Regions from separate parts of the Macaca mulatta genome. Here region 1 is linked to region 2. The links are chromatin contacts, called in public Hi-C maps. All regions are on one chromosome and are shown on one strand. Each heading gives the region's core, a stretch centred on a gene start, on an enhancer-like site or on the middle of the called end of the contact. The rest is flanking DNA. Distances are from core to core; before and after follow the strand shown. Region 1 holds the start of OCIAD1 (OCIA domain containing 1). Region 2 holds the start of FRYL (FRY like transcription coactivator).

What was found. A called contact is a pair of places that touch in the nucleus more often than the background predicts.
Region 1: a Hi-C map of fetal cortex germinal zone shows a contact between it and region 2, with 2.2 times the contacts expected there. The contact joins the promoter of OCIAD1 here to the promoter of FRYL in region 2. A contact is called at or near these places in 6 of 14 Hi-C or Micro-C datasets (CD4 T cells, blood, cortical neurons and 3 more).

Annotation. Positions count from the first base shown.
Region 1 is chr5:48,340,178-48,343,703 of T2T-MMU8v2.0, reverse strand. OCIAD1 (OCIA domain containing 1) reads right to left here and starts at 1,667. Exons shown (of 8, transcript XM_078003395.1): 1 at 1,215-1,667; 2 at 29-91. The coding sequence starts at 86.
Region 2 is chr5:48,288,674-48,292,283 of T2T-MMU8v2.0, reverse strand. FRYL (FRY like transcription coactivator) reads left to right here and starts at 2,110. Exons shown (of 61, transcript XM_078003390.1): 1 at 2,110-2,333.

The DNA of each region.
Region 1 (3,526 bases), core at 418-2,917, 52 kb before region 2:
TAATTATAAATACTTAATAGATAGTTACGGGGAATTGGTCTTGGAACCTCTGCATTCGGCTCTCGAAAATCAGCCCTCCCATTCATTTTTCCTGTATCAGAAACATTACATATTAAGTATTAGAAACCATCACTAGATAGGTCAAAGTAAATCAAGACGTATGATATAGTAAAACTACTAGTCTATACAGCAACCAATCAACAAATATTTACTAAACACTACTATATCTTAAGTACTTCACATATAAATAGCTAGATGAAAAAATAACAGACTTACTGATTAATTTGGAACTCACTATTCAGGTTAAGTCCCTTAATTGAAAAAGCATAAGCGTTTTATAAGTTAATAATGTTTTTTACTATCTAGATATCAATAAAATAACAGACGTATCTTTTCCTCCTGAAAATGGGTTCTTTCACATAGTATGTTTTGGTTGTTTCTCAAATCTATGCCCAATGATTAGGATAATTCCCCAAAATAGAAGAGAAAAAAATTTCAAGTCATTTGTGAGCTTCCATATTAAAAAATGAAATAATAATGAGAAACATTCAACCTCTCCCACAAATGGGCACTCAAAAATTACGGAATAACAAGGATATCACATCCTTCTCTCTGTGATGTAAAACTAACAGCCAATTCTGTATCTCCAAATTTCCTTCCTCCCCAAGAATATTAAGAAAAAAATGCAAAAATTCCAAGAATATACATTTTTTTTATTTGGTTCGATTTTTAAAACTCATATATTGGGACTTAAATCAACAGATCAAGTAACTGCATTTTACAGAATGTTTACGTCGGATCATGATTACTCTCATTTTAAAAACAATTTGCATGGAAACAGGAATGGCATGCACAATGAGGATAGCAAGTGAGCTCTTCCATAATTCATTTAGTCAATAAGCCATGAGGGCCTACTACATGCCAATCCCTTAAAAAGAGAAAAGGAATAAAAAGGGTCAGCTGAATTCATGGATGGATGGAGCCTGCTGAATTAACTACTTTTACCCTACAATCGTATGAGAAAAAATGAAACCCTCTTATTTCCCATAACAGCATCCTTCCCAGAAACACCAGGAAGACTGTCAGGGCTGACAAGGCCCTTGAGACAATACCATTTTAAGTTCTCAACACAAAAGAAAGCTGGATTAAAGCCTAAGCGGCCTATAACCGCTGATTCCCGCACTCCATCCTCCACTACTGTGTCCGTCTCCCACCTGCTGTTACAGACTGAGCAACAACCCCACACGCATCCGTGACCACGAACTTCCCCGGCTCACACCCCCAGAAGCACTCCGTCGCTTCCTGCGGTCACGGGCACTCAGGAGGCCGAGACCCGAGCGATCTGTCCACCCTCACAGGCAGGAAAATGGCGGAAGGTGCGAAAGTCGTGGATGGCCGCGAAGGTGGTGAGGGGATACACGGAGAGCAACAACGGGGCTGTCTGGGGCACCTCACCTACCTTCCGACCACAGCAGCAGGCGATGGCAAGGCGAACCCAAGCGATCAGGGACAGAAGGCCCGGAGGGGGGACTCCAGAGGGGGCAAGGAGAGAGAAAAGTGCAAGGTACCGCGGGGAGGGGGAGGGGGCGGACAGCCGCAAGAAGTCACCCAGACAGGGGCTCAAAATGACCGCGACCCGGAGGCACAGTCTACTTACGGCAGGAAATGACGTCAGACCTCACTGCGGGGTCTAAGCGCTAGCAGCCAAGGTACAGACGCATGCGTATACTCGTCCCTCCGCCCTTCTCTTTCAGGCCGTGGCGCTCACGAGCCTTATTACGACTGCGCAGGCGACAGCGGTGGACCAAGAACCGCGCCCCGCCAGTTCCCTGGATGGCGGGGAAGGGCGTTGTGGGGAGGCTTCACTTTGGACTGTTGTGACGCACGTCTCTGGTCTTCTCCTGGCAGGCTGGCGGGGACGTTCTGGAACCCCCTGTTGTCCCTTTTTTCACAGTTAGCGACTTTATAAATTATCTCTTTTATGAGATAATTTCATTCTTCGAGCCTGGAGGCTACGTAGTAGAAAGTAATTTTTTTATTTTTTATTATCCTTTAAGTTCTAGGGTACATGTGCACAACGTGCAGTTTTGTTACATATGTATACATGTGCCATGTTGGTGTGCTGCACCCGTTAACTGGTCATTTACATGAGGTATATCTCCTAAAGCTATCCCTCCCCCATCCCCCCACCCCACCACAGGCCCTGGTGTGTGATGTTCCCCTTCCTGTGTCCAAGTGTTCTCATTGTTCAGTTCCCACCTATGAGTGACAACATGCGGTGTTTGGTTTTCTGTTCTTGCAACAGTTTGCTGAGAATGATGGTTTCCAGCTTCATCCATGTCCCCACAAAGGACATGAACACATCTTTTTTATGGCTGCATAGTATTCCATAGCATATATGTGCCACATTTTCTTAATCCAGTCTATCATTGATGGACATTTGGGTTGGTTCCAAGTCCTTGCTATTGTGAATAATAATAACACAATAAACATATGTGTGCATGGGTCTTTATAGTAGCATGATTTATAATCCTTTGGGTATATACCCAGTAATGGGATGGCTGGATCAAATGGTATTTCTAGTTCTAGATCCTTGTGGAATTGCCACACTGTCTTCCACAATGGTTGAACTTATTTACACTCCCACCAACAATGTAAAAGTGTTCCTATTTCTCCACATCCTCTCCAGCACCTGTTTCTTGACCCTTTTTTTTTTTTCTTGAGACAGAGTCTCGCTCTGTCACCCAGCCTGGAGTGCAGTGGCGCCATCTCTGCTCACTTCAAGCTCTGCCTCCAGGGTTTACGCCATTCTCCTGCCTCAGCCTCCCGAGTAGCTGTGACTACGGGCACCCGCCACCTGGCCCAGCTAGTTTTTCTTATTTTTTAGTAGAGACGGGGTTTCACCATGTTAGCCAGGATGATTTCGATCTCCTGACCTCGTGATCCGCCCATCTGAGCCTCCCAAAGTGCTGGGATTACAGGCTTGAGCCACCGCACCGGGCCTCCTGACCTTTTAATGATCACCATTCTAACTGGTGTGAGATGGTATCTCGTGGTTTTGATTTGCATTTCTCTGATGGCCAGTGATGATGAGCATTTTTTCATGTGTCTGTTGGCTGCATAAATATCTTCTTTTGAGAAATGTCTGTTCATATCATTTGCCCACTTTTTGATGGGGTTGATTTTTTCTTGTAAATTTGTTTAAGTTCTTTGTAGATTCTGGATATTAGCCCTTTGTCAGATGAGTAGATTGCAAAAATTTTCTCCCATTCTGCAGATTGCCTGTTCACTCTGATGGTAGTTTCTTTTGCTATGCATAAGCTCTTTAGTTTAATTAGATACCATTTGTCAATGTTGGCTTTTGTTGCCATTGCTTTTGGTGTTTTAGTCATGAAGTCCTTGCCTGTGCCTATGTCCTGAATGGTATTGCCTAGGTTTTCTTGTAGGGTTTTTATGGTTTTAGGTCTAACATTTAAGTCTTTAATCTATCTTGAGTTAATTTTTGTATAAGATGTAAGGAAGGAAT
Region 2 (3,610 bases), core at 861-3,360:
GCTGTGAAATGCCAGTAGGAGTATTAGTACCAGGAAGTTGCATGTGTGGGCTAAAAAGTGATAAATGATCCTATTGTGGGCAAATATGAAATATTTAGAGAAAAGAATAACACAAATTTATATTTGAAAGGTGATGATCTCAGCATAGTTGGTTCAACACAAGTAAGAGAATCTAGAGGTTACTGTAGACTGCCTTCTCTAGTTTAATTGCCCAGTCTGCTAGTGCAGCTAAAGAGGGCAGCAACAAGTTGGTTATCATAGGGCAGGTGTTTTAGAAAGAACCTGAAAACATCACCTAGACCTTGAACAAAAGCTGCAGGCATGTATATACCTGAAATACTGGATATCTTTATCTCCAGAAGATCGTACTAGATATCAGTACATAGAATCTTCTTCTTCTTATATTCTAACGTAGAATATTAGAACCCAGAAGCAGTCTCAAAGTTTGAGAGTGGTAAATGAGTAAACCAGAAGTATTAGTTTAGCTTGGCTGCAGTTTTAATATACAGTACAATCAGAATAGGCCAAGCATAGGGGTTTAGTTACAGGGACTTAATAGGGAGGATGTGTGTATCTGTGAAGGCCATATAAATGCAACCCAGATGGTTCTTCGTCTCTTGCCCCCATTAGTGAAACCTAAACCACCTTCCTGCAACGTTCCCTTTTGTCTCCTGCTCTTTCATATTTTTGGGAATCCTCATGAAATTTTTCACCTGTACTTGGGGAAAAGTCCTATGGACTACCAACTGATGTTTATTTACGCTTCTCTGTCATCATCAAGCCCCTTTTCTAGGGTACTGACACTTCCTTGGCATCATTAGATTCTACTGTGGGTGTCACTGCAAATGTACTAAACTCCCCGGAGTACACAGTCTTCCAAGCTTCATCTGCAAAGAGGGAGAGAACACATAACCATTTTCCATTAACTTTCTTAGATGGGTACCGAAGCTGTACCTGTACTCAATTTTAGCGGAAATAAACCTTTTAGTTCTTACAGCTTCCATGGGAAACTGGGGAAACTCTAATGCAGACCCCGCTCTAGGCTTCCCCATAATTTCTTCTCTTTTCAATGGGTGAGGTTCCGCTCCATGGTCCAGCTTCTGGTATCAGACTCCCTCTTTCCCTTAGAGAGACGCGTTTTCTTCTGAGAAGCACTTCAGTCGTTCAAGAAACAGCCGTATGGTACCCTCTTGGGTTCAACTGACCTGGGGTGTTTTTCCTACAGTTCTAGCAAGGGGGAACGAAGTCCTACACTTTGAGGATGGCATAAGGGTACCATCTACTTAATTTTTTCAAAAAAGTAGCAGGTCTCGTGGAAACGCCGGAACGTCACAGAAGACGTGACTTAAACGGAACTTGTGATGGAAATGATTTTCTAAATTAACAATTGCGAGACAAGCAAGGAAATCTCCAGGTTTGCAGATAGCTTGATTAAAGCTCTTCCGGGTGGCAAAATGCCAGTGCAATCAATGGTATGAGTAGAGCGGACAGTGGATGAAATTTGTTGAGTACATCTCAGGACGAATTAGCACTGGACTTTCAGGTATTCTAACTCAATTCTAATCATTCCATTCACTGGATCATTGGATAAGGTTCCGCAGGATCCGGGCGCCAGCTCTGGATACATTACTCATCGGGAGAAAATTTCGAATTTTTCTCTTATCCCTTTCCAGCTTTCCTCAATATAGGATATGAGTTTGTTCTCGACCCCTAACAACATTTAAAGGGAAAGTCGCTCCTAGCAGGCAAAGCGGGGAGGACTTTGCGGCTGTGTTTCTCAAGCCCGTAAAGGGAGAGTAATAATGGTAGGGGGCGTGCAGACTAGCTCTTTCCTTGCCCAATCAAGTGTACAGGAAGATGTCTTTTCACCAATAAAAATAAAGTTCGCTTTCCAGGGGCGGGAGGGTGAGCCACTGCTCCGAAGCGACATTTGAGGCGAGGGCAGAGAATGATTAGAGGGAGGACCAACCCGGGAAAAGGGGCGGGGAGAAGGTGGGAGCAAGTTTGAGCGGCGGCTGGCCAGGCCAGTGGAGGGGGAGGACTGTGTTCCTGTTGTAGTGTCTCTCGCCAATCAGGAAGGCCAGAGGGTGGGCGGGGCAGGGAAGGGGTGGGAAGAGCTCGCAGCACAGCCGGGCGGCCGTCGGGCTTTGGGAGAGAGCGAGAGAGAAATCCGGTTAAAATCAGAGTCGGAGGGAGGTTTAACCAAAGATCGGTTCCGTTCGGATTATTCCTTAAAGGGGACGCGCCATTGTCAAGAGAACGGAGCCAGGGGCCCGAGGGCGGGGACTGGCGGCGCTGGAGGAGCGAGGCAGCTGTACTAGGACTGGGGACGGGTAGGTGTTGACTAGGGAAAGGCGCTTCATTTCACTTTCTCTTCCAGCTCGGGGGCAGGCGCCGGGATGCCCGCCGCCGGCAGCCCAGCCTGGGCGGGAGACGAGGTGGTCGGCCCTCGCCAGCTGCCCTTCCTGGTGGGCGCTGTGGGGAGGCGGTCCAGGATGGCTGGCAAGCGGCGCGGCCCGGGCCGGCGCTCGTAACGGACACCAAACCGCGGCGCAACCCCAGCCTCAAACGAAAGCCCGCCCGAGCTCCGGCGGTTCCGCGGGGACCGCCGCGCGCCCAGCTCTCCCGCGCGTCCCCTTCCCCTTCTGTGCCTGGCTCTTCTCGCGCGTGCCCGGGTCCCCCTTGCTCGCCGCCTTCTCGCGCGTCCTGCTCTGCTCGCGCGCCGCCTAGCCACCGACTCGCGGTAGCCGCCCCGCGGGAAGGAAGGCGGCGGCGGCTGCAAAGGTGGAGGAAGACCGGCGACCACGGCTCAGCTGCCCCGGCTCCACCGCCCCGGCTGGGAAGGGAAGGCTGAGGAGCAAACTTAGCGCGGCGGCTGGTGGGCCCCGGCGGGCAGGGCTGCCGGGGACCGGCGGAGCGCGCCAGCCCGGCCGGGCATTGTCCGCCTTTTCCCTTGCTCTGGTCTCTCCGCCCACTGCTCGCGGCCCTGGGGAGGGGTGCGGGCGCTGTGCCCGCGCCGCCCTGGGCCGTTGGCGCACCCCGGGACCCGGAGCTTTCCGGAGCCAGGGCCAGCCCTGCGGCCACCGCCCGCGAGCTGACTCGGCCTGTGGAGTGCCTGCTGCTCTCAGTCTCGGCACCGGGCAGGGTGCCTGGGCGCTGAGCTCTTTACAACTTTTCTTTGCCGTTTGATGGAAGTTGTTGCTTCCGGGCGGCAGGTTCTTTGGGCATAGCCTGGTTTCCTGCGTTCTGGAGAGGCTGGTTTCTAGGGCGAAATGATTGGTTGCTGCTGGTATTTCCTGCCATCCTAGTTTCGTTCCTCGCCACCTGAAATCGCGTTTTTATGGATTTGCAATGATATGGTTGCATTAATCTTTCCTAGGCCAAGATTTGGAAAGAAAAAAGCTGGGGGGGGGGGTGCGTTAGGGTGTGTGCTGGTGAGGAACAAGAGTTCTTAGTAGAGCTGAATTTGCCCTTACCTTTGAACTGCAGAAAATACTACCTCGATTCACTGGCTGGCGTTCTTTTGGAAGGGTTGGGGAAAAAAGACACAGCAAAATAGGTTGCCGGGGTCTGTCGGATTGCGGGGGGAAAGGGGTTTTGATGGAAATAA